Linked DNA regions of Mus musculus: region 1 is linked to region 2. A link is a contact called in public HiChIP or PLAC-seq data. All regions are on one chromosome and are shown on one strand. The core of a region is the stretch at or near the end of the contact, and the rest is flanking DNA. Distances in the headings are between cores, read along the strand shown. Region 1 overlaps Ube2r2 (ubiquitin-conjugating enzyme E2R 2). Region 2 holds the start of Aqp3 (aquaporin 3).

Region 1 (4,454 bases), core at 1,943-4,442, 67 kb after region 2:
AAAAAACTCTACCATCTTTCCTAACCTAAAGAATTATGATTCTATCCCTGGAGTATGTTTAGATTTTAGCCTGTAACACCATCTGAAAACCATGTCTTCTCCTTTATAGCCTTTCTATCAATATCAATGTTAAACTAGTCTTCAACCCTGTCAGAAATCTGAGAAGCACCCAACACAGCTTCTCAAACTTTAACAGTTATAGAGACGGCTGAGGACCTCGACAGCCTCTAGTTATCGCATCAGGGCATCTATCTTCAGCCTTCTGGCCCAGAACCACCTGGCAGACCTTTCATGAAGCAGGAAATATGAAGGACCAGCTTTATGCTGTCTTGACAGAGCTAGTAGTTGACTATCCCACCTGTTTGTCCCTTTCGGACAGTATATTGACTGTAGATGGTAGAAGCAATTTCTGCTCTGTGGCTACCTTGCCACAATAAGCAACCTCTCCTGGAGATAAAGGTGTTCAATGTTTCTTTGAAGGAGAATGGGGAGCCTGTCTGTATCAGACACGTCTCATTGTCAGCTTAGTAATGAAATAACATTAAATATCACATTATGCAGATTTCTGATGTTTTTGAAGACCATCTTGAGCTTTCAAACCGTAGCTACTCTTAGCCATTTCTATTTGAGTAAATTGAAGGGGCTTTTTATAATTAAATCAGTATAGCTATGAGTTTGCTATCCTTCCCTTAGCTTGTGTTTCGTAATCATAAGCAGTTTGGGAAGGACTGGGTCTAAGCTTTCTATTCTATTTGTTTATTTATCTATTTATTTACTATATGTAAGTACACTGTAGCTGACTTCAGACACTCCAGAAAAGGGAGTCAGATCTCGTTATGGGTGGTTGTGAACCACCATATGGTTGCTGGGATTTGAACTCATGACCTTCAGAAGAGCAGTCAGTGCTCTTATCCGCTGAGCCATCTCACCAGCCCCTAAGCTTTATATTCTTAAATGAGTTGCATTGGCACAATGCCTCTCTAAGAGTAACAATATTAATCTCAAATTTTGTATCAATATAGGAAATTCACACCAATAAAAACCTTGAATTTTTATCAATATAAATTCTGTACCAATGTAAGAAATTATAATTCAATTTGTATCAGCTATAAAGATTCCTATCAATTAAGATTATGGCTACACAATGCTTTGTTCAAGGATAAAATTTAGTAATCCATCCCATCTATTTCCTCCCAAAATTATGACCATTTCCAAATTATCTCTTAAAATGACAGACTGTCTATAATTTGTAAAATAAACAGACACCCAAGCCCAGGGAATTGGGTTGGCGACTCTCCATAGCTTCTTCCTGCTGAATAGGGGTGAAAAGAAATTCTCTATGGGCTGGTGAGATGGCTCAGTGGGTAAAAGCACCCGACTGCTCTTCCGAAGGTCATGAGTTCAAATCCCAGCAACCACATGGTGGCTCACAACCATCCATAACGAGATCTGACTCCTTCTTCTGGAGTGTCTGAAAACAGCTACAGTGTACTTACATATAATAAATGAATAAATCTTTAAAAAAAAAAAGATTTTCAGATGTCACTGTTTAAAAAAAAAAAATTCTCTAGAGGGGTGGGGAGGGGAGGGAAATTAGAAAAACTGGATAGACTTAAAGTTACCTTTCGCATCTGTTATCCAGTCTCTGCATGTTTGGAAGGCTCGGTCGGAGCTTGACTGGAGTTCTGACTGGGTCTGTGTGAAAGGTTGGATGAGGTGAGATGGCCTAGAATCAGCAGCAAGTCCCAGAGCTGTTTTGTGTAGCAACCAGGAGCAGGGGCAGGCAGGTCAGCTCAGTACCTTAGGACAAACCTCAGCAAAGCTGGGCATTCTGTAATATTGGAACCTCACAACCAAAACTTTAGGACCATTAAGGTTTTCTCATGCAATGTGCAGGGTGCACACATCAGTTAAGGATGAAGTTTTGTTCTTTGATTGAGCAGGTGGTAGACAGCTGTCTTTTTTATGAGTTAATTTTATCAATAACCAATTATAAGTGTTCATTCATGCCCTGTGAAGGGTAGCACGATGACCCTTTACCTGTCCTGTTTGTTTCTCTTGAATTTTTCTAGTTCTTGAGGGGGTCTCCCCGTCATATCTGATCCATATCACTCTGGAGTCCGAAGCCTCTTCTCCTTTCCTGTCAACACAAAAGCAGAGACTTTCTTCCAGACTAACAAGTCCTTGGTCCAGTAACTGGAAATCTTTAACTGTTTAGCTTGACCTCTCTCCCAGAGGGATTTTAGTATAACTACTAAACTCAAAACCATACTCATTTTGATAAATAAAACAGTTCAAAGTAGATAAAAGCAATCTAAACAAATATTAAACGAGTCAGTGTTTTTGCTGTCTCGTGTCTTCATGAGATCAAGGCCTAAATTATTTAATATTCCTGTCCACTTACTGTATGGGCCTATTTCCAGGCTCTCTCTATATAATTCTCAAGGCCTAAATTTCTACTGTCTTAAGATAGGCTAAGCAACCTATTCTCTGCCTTTGATATAATTTTTTTTTTTTTCCGAGACAGGGTTTCTCTGTGTAGCCCTGGCTGTCCTGGAACTCACTCTGTAGACCAAGCTGGCCTCAAACTCAGAAATTCTCCTGCCTCTGCCTCCCAAGTGCTGGGATTAAAGGCGTGCGCCACCACGCCCAGATGATCTAATTTTTTAAGATCAATATGCCTCAATGAAAAACAATTGAGGCATACATTTCTCTGTAATTAACTTTAAATTTCCTTCTGCTTACTGTATGCACCTATTTCCAGGCTCTATTTATATCATACCTGGCAAAAGCAATCAATAGAAATCTTGTGTCAGCCACATTCAAAGATCCCTAGAAGTTGTCTTGGCAAGACTTTTACACATCTTTAAAGCATTTATTCACTCATTCTCTCTACCTCCGCTGTTCTGTGGAGCTTAATATTTGCTGCATCTACTATCTGGCTTTCTGCCTCAAATCTTAAGCTCTTTGTATCAGTTCTGAACCGCAGGAAGAAATTCCCACGTGGCTTGGGCAAAATCTGTATTCCCTTCTATCTTTTAAGACAAGTAAATCAAATGTTAAAAGTCTATCCTTTGATTACCTGCTTGTAAGAAGCAGGCTGCTCTTTTTGTTTGTCTCTCACTGCCTTCTTCCTGGTCACAGCCTGACTGCACAGCAGGAGTTCCCAGCCTCTCCCCTTCAGCTCTCTCTGGCTGTGGCTGTATTCCTTTGTTCCAGTTTTCCTAGCTGGAGCCATAACTGGGCTCTGCTCTGTTGAGAAACCAGTTCTTCCCTCTTCCTAGACTTACATCATTTGAGTGTGGGTATACCATCCTAGACTAATAGTGGATTCTTGCCTTCCTCATTGTGTGCCATCTGTTCCATGTATCTTTTACTACTCGGCTTTAAGCTCTGAGTGGACTGACTACTCTACCAGCCCCACCAAGGTTCCCTTGGATCTGTGGATAAAACACACACACACACACACACACACACACACACACACACACACTCACAAACTTATTTTCAGCCTGCATTATTGGCTCAATTGCTAGGTGCTTCTGATCTCCCACAGCTAGCTTGCCCTTCCCAATTTTCTTAGCTCAGCATCCTAAATCTGTTCTCAACTTTTCACTCCACCCTAGATCTCACATGGCTGTGGCCTTTTCTCCCTCTGAAACATTGCAAAAGCTCTCTTCCTCCTCCTGAGTGTCTTAGCTTGCCTGTGGTTCCTGGAAGTCCCGTCTCTTTCTTTCTGCCCAGCAACTGGCTCCTGGCATCTTTACTGATCTATGGAGAACCAATTGGGGAACAGGACCTTAGCATCAGAACCACCCCCTACATTTTTGTTTGTTTTACAGTGCTAGAAACTGCACCCAGGATTTTGCAGCAAGTGCTTAGTCTATCATTGTTTCACAGCCAGAGCCCCCTTTGCGGGCCCCCAGATAAGATCCTCCCTGCAATAAGGATAGCTTTGAACTCAGAGTTCCCGACTCAGCTTCTGACAGCTCTGATTACAAGAATGCACCTATGTGAGTCTATTGCACGCATATTAAGCTGGCATAATTTTGTTTTATTTTATTTTATATATAACAGTATACAAGTATTAAGTCCAGAACATCATATTCTAGAATGATGGTTATATGATGGGTGGTATCTATGTTCCACCAGACTGGGATAAGTGGAGTTAAACAATTTATACAAAATGTGAGATATTTTTGTCTTGGAATTTCAGGAAATCCTTCCCATCTAAATCTGATCTGATCTTGGAGAGAGTTTGCTGCCACCTGGTGGCCATGGTCTACCTTATTATAAAAATGGTAATGGGGCAGATGTAGCTGGCTAAGACTTCTAGGCTTTGGCAGCATTTTTATGTGAGGTTTGTTGATGCCAGGTTCTTTGTCAAAATCCTGGAGGGTTGGTCCAGGAGAATACTGAGGACGCAAAAGGCCTTCTCTACCTCTTGCTTTCGA
Region 2 (4,663 bases), core at 641-3,140:
GGTCAAAGGTGTTCCGGCAGGTGAGAGCAAAGGTCAGAGATTGTAAGAGCAAGGGGTGGAGGCATGTGGCCGTCCCGGGCACTATGTCCAGTCAGACCCTGGCCTGAGCTCTTTGCCTGAGGCCCAGACTTGGCTCCGTGCCAAGGGGCCTCCGGAGGAGGAGGCTGTCAAAGCCAGTTCCACCACCTTGGGGCTAATCTTTCCTCTTCCTTATCCTGCACTTTCACCCAGCTGCAGGTTCTTAGCCAGCCCCTCACCCCATATACCACCCAACTATATACCTCAGAAAAAAGGGGGCTTTCCTCACCCCAAAGTCAACCTGGATCCTGACACAGAGGTCTCAAGTCCCCAACACAGGGACACGAGCAGGCCCTCAGTCATCAGGGGATCCACTAGGCTTGCTCTCCCCTCTCCTCAAGCTTTTCCCTGACACCTGATCTCTCGCATCTACCTGAGCCTGAAAGCCTTCACCACAAATCCAGAACCCTCTTTTTGTGGTCTAGGCTAAGCCAAGTGATCCTGGGACTCAGTGGGGGGACTGACTGTTCTTTTACAGAGGAATAGGCTCTGAGAACTGGGACGGGATGAGGGGGCCCCATTTTGAAACTGTAAGACACCCTCCCTTGTCCTCTTGCTGCTCTCAACCGAACAGGTGGCCAGACTCACAAATCAAGATAGGAAACAGGGAACCACCGAGGCAGGAGGGAGTGGGGACAACTGATAGGCCACTAGTCTATGAAGTCAGAGGCACATTTGGGCCCCCTTTCTCCATGTGTAGCCTGCCCCACCATGTTCCCTCGCCAGTTGACTGATCTGCACTACCCAAGACTGAGGCTGTTGCTGGAACTCAAGTAACCCACCCCACTGCAAAAAGGGACACCGGAATTGAGAAGAGACTCAGAAAAACAAGTCAGTGGCTGAAAATCAGAGTAACTGGGACAGGAAATGAAAGCCATAGTGTCTGTCTGATCAAGAAGTGCGCCAAGTTAACCAGAACTCGGGGCAAAACTGCAGAAGCCTGAGATCTGGGGGTTCACCAGGGGCCATTGAGAGGAGAGGCAGAGGGGGGATCAAAAGGCCAGCAAAGACGCTGGAAGCATCTGGGTCGCAGGATCCGAAGGACTCCTACAGCGTGTGCACAACACATTTAGACGCGCCCACTGTTCTGTTAGGCTCTGTTTCCTTCCACAATCTCCGTTCTTCCGATTTTGCTGCTTACAGCCCAAGAAATCTGCGCCCTCTGCCCCTACCTGCCGTAATCCGCCCTCACTTCACTGCAACTTTTGGACTTTCTGAGGCTTAATTATTCATTAGGGGCCAGACACCCAAGACCCAAATAACTTAATAGGGGTGTCCATTTGCCTTTCTCTGCTGTGTCCTGAGGTTGGAGCCCTGGGAAAGTTGGGAAGCCAGGAAACGTGTGGGAGGTCCCACACTAAGGGGTGACCCTCCGCAGCCTTGGTCTCTGTCTCCAGGGGGAAAGGCAAAATAGCAGAGCTGTTCTTGGGTAAGTAGCACTGTCACAAGTTGAGTTAGAACTGTCAAGACTGTTGAAGGCTTTGGAGGTCAGCTTGACCCTGAGGGTTAAGCCTCGGGAGCAGAGCTGGGGAACTGGTCGTGTCTGCCTGGAAAACTGTCCCTGGAGTGAATAAGGAGTTGGGGACCACGGGGCCTGAAATAGATAGGACTGCTCACTACCCTGCACTCACCACAAGGATGAGGGTCCCCAGGCACTCCGCCAGCGCCTGGCGAAGCAGCCGGTAGCGGATGTGAAGCATCTCCCCACAACGATTCATCAACTCCTTCTGTCGACCCATGGCGCGAGGCAGGCAGCGGCGAGGTCCGGCGGCGTACGAGTGCAAAGTAGCTAGCGCAAGGCACCGAGAGCGGTGGCCCGGAGCGCAGGTGGCGCCCTTTATACGCTCAGCCTGCTGAGCCCCACCCTCGGAACCCCGCGGGGGCGGAGTGCGGCCACCACCCCTCCACCTAGCCTGGAGGCGCTGGTGGGGACGCGGGGTGACAGTTGTAAGGAGGGTCCTGTGGAGCTTTAAGGGTGGGTTGGCTCTGCAGGATTCTTAGGGGAGTGAGTGTTGTACTGAGAGGACTGGGATACTGTGAAAACGGGAAGAGCAAGCGGTCTCCCGAGCGCCACCCCCCCCCACCCCCCTACCCCAACCCCCTTCACAGAGAGCCTTTGTGGGCATCGTCTCACGCTAGGAGTGAGGAACCAGCTTGCTGCGATGACTGGATAGAACAGGTCTTCAATCGGGCGGCTGATTTTTAAAGGAGGCTATAAACCTCTAGTGGGAAGAGACCTCAGAGTGACGACCCTGGTAGGCAGGTGTATGCAGAGTTCTAACCAGAATTCACCAGCGCTTCGTGTGCCCTGGGAACATGTCACATGTTGCATGTGTTGATTAGCATGGTATATGTCCTGTGACCTGGTCACACCGTCTGGACGCGCCACGTGCGGGCCGGGATACCTGGGCTTTCTCCTTGTGGACCTTCCCCCTTGGCTGAGCTGCTGTTGTCTTGACATGTCACATGCTACATCATGTGAATTCCAGCTGTTTTTAACTCCTCCTTTCCCACTCCCATCGATGTAAATCTACTCTTTTAAGTAATTAAGCTGGGGCCCCGGGAGTAGGCTCAACAGGAAGAGCGCTTGCCAGGGCAGACTGACAACCCGAATTCAATCCCTGAAACCCACCCGAAGAGAAAGAACCAACTCCACACGTTCATAGCAGTGCATGTGCCCACATGTATATCATCATTAATTTTTCTTTCTTTCTTTCTTCCTTCCTTTCTTTCTCTCACTTTCTTTCTCTCTCTCTCTCTCTTTCTTTCTTTCTTTCTTTCTTTCCTTCTTTCCTTCCTTCCTTCCTTCTTTCTTTCTTTCTTTCTTTCGTTCTTTCTTTCTTTTTTAGATAAGGCCTTACCTTGCAACCCTGGCTGGCCTGGAACGCACCATGTAGCCCCAGTCCTTAAACTAAGAGAGATCTACCTGTCTCTGCCTCCCAAGGGCCGGAATTTGAAAAAACGGGAGCCACCACATCTGGCATAATTATTTTTACTTTTTTTGTTTTGTTTTGTTTTGTTTTTTCATGACAGGGTTTCTCTGTGTAGCCCTAGCTGTCCTGGAACTCACTCTGTAGACCAGGCTAGCCTTGAACTCAGAAATTCGCCTGCCTCTGCCTCCCAAGTGCTGGGATTAAAGGCGTGCACCACCACGCCTGGCTTTTTTTTTTTTTTTTTTTTTAGAGAGAGATTAAACTCAACCAGGTTTCATGGCACATACCCATAATCCCAGCACTCACGAGCTAAGGTAGGAAAATTGTGGATTTGGAATTAGCCTAGGCTTCATAATAAGACCCTGTCTCAAAAAGAGAGAGTTCACCAGCTACTTGGGAGGGTGACAGGAAGCTTACAAATTCAAGCTCCACAGGACCCTCCTTACAACTGTCACCCGTCTTCCCCACCAGCGCCTCCAGGCTAGGCAGAGGGGTAGTGGCTGCACTCGGCCCCCGACGGGTTCTGAGGGTGGGACTCAGCAGTTATCTTACTGGGTGAGTTCAAGGCTAGCCTGGGCAACTTACTAACTGCCTGTCTCAAAAAAAGAAAAGAAGAGAAGAGAAGAGAAGAGAAGAGAAGAGAAGAGAAGAGAAAGCTGGAGAGGTGGCTCGGTGGTTTATAGTGAACTGTTCTTATAGATGACCCAAGCTCAGTTCCCAGCATCCACACAGGCATCATCACCATCAGATCCAGGAGACCCTACACCTCCGGTCTCTGTGGGTAAGTGTGGCCCAAGTGTGCAAACCCACATACAGACACATAATTAAAAAGAATAAAAATAACTATTTTTTAAATGGCTGAAAGGGGTATGTTGGTGAAAACATTTAATCCCAGCTGTTTGTGGATCTGTGAGTTTCAGGACAGCCTGGTCTACGTAGTGAAATTCCAGGACATCCAGAGCTACAGAGTGAGACTCCTCTCTTTTCAGTTCCTATCCTGCACAAAAAAGACTGTGTCTCAAAGTCTAAAATATGGAGAGAAATTACATCAAACTGTAAAAATGTCTGATCCATCAGAGGAACACCATAGGCACCATTGCTCTCAGTACTGCCTGCCTGCATCCCTCCCTCCCTCCCTCCCTCCCTCCCTCCCTCCCTCCCTCCCTTCTTTTTCTCTTTCTGCTCAGGCCTGGGGCATGGCATCCTAAGCATGTACTCTACCATTGAGTGCCATCCCTTCCCAGTGCTGCATTCATTCATTCATTCATTCATTTTGGTTTTTTGTTTGTTTATTTGTTTCGTTGGTTGATTTGGTTGATTTTTGTTTGTTTGTTTTTGAGACAAAGTCACACAAACTGGCCCAAATTGGCCTTCAACTCACTATGTAGCCCAGGCTGGCCTCCAGTTCTTGACAACCTTTTACCTAAACCTCTCAAGTGATGGGATTACAGGCATGAACCATCACACACAAGTTTAATGCTTCATTTAGTACCTGGGAAACTGGGCTGAGGTTGTGGCTCAACAGTAAAATCCTTACCTAGCATGTCCAAGGTTCTGAGTTTGATACCTGGCATCAAAACAATCAATCAATCAACCAATCATCTGGAAACGGGTATAGAAGCCTGAGCCCTGCTTCCTTACAACTGGGAGAA

What was found. HiChIP or PLAC-seq counts read pairs in DNA pulled down with a chosen protein or histone mark.
Region 1: an H3K27ac HiChIP or PLAC-seq map of embryonic stem cells shows a contact between it and region 2, with 12 read pairs. The contact joins the enhancer-like site here to the promoter of Aqp3 in region 2. A contact is called at or near these places in 8 of 39 promoter capture datasets (the HPC-7 cell line, cranial neural crest, embryonic stem cells and 5 more), 1 of 484 Hi-C or Micro-C datasets (erythroblasts), 2 of 115 datasets of contacts at active chromatin or transcription factors (both in embryonic stem cells) and 3 of 9 other capture datasets (adipose tissue, liver and pancreatic islet).

Annotation. Positions count from the first base shown.
Region 1 is chr4:41,161,984-41,166,437 of GRCm38.p6, forward strand. The region is part of intron 1 of Ube2r2 (ubiquitin-conjugating enzyme E2R 2); the gene reads left to right. Among named protein-coding and RNA genes, the nearest start is that of Ube2r2, 28 kb to the left of the region's middle. Within about 2 kb of position 3,193, at least 50 of the 459 cell types and tissues checked have an H3K27ac peak or open chromatin away from gene starts, as enhancers often do. A contact at or near this core is called in adipose tissue and embryonic stem cells, where this site is marked.
Region 2 is chr4:41,096,293-41,100,955 of GRCm38.p6, forward strand. It overlaps Aqp3 (aquaporin 3), which reads right to left and starts at 1,891. Exons shown (of 6, transcript NM_016689.2): 1 at 1,710-1,891. The coding sequence starts at 1,817.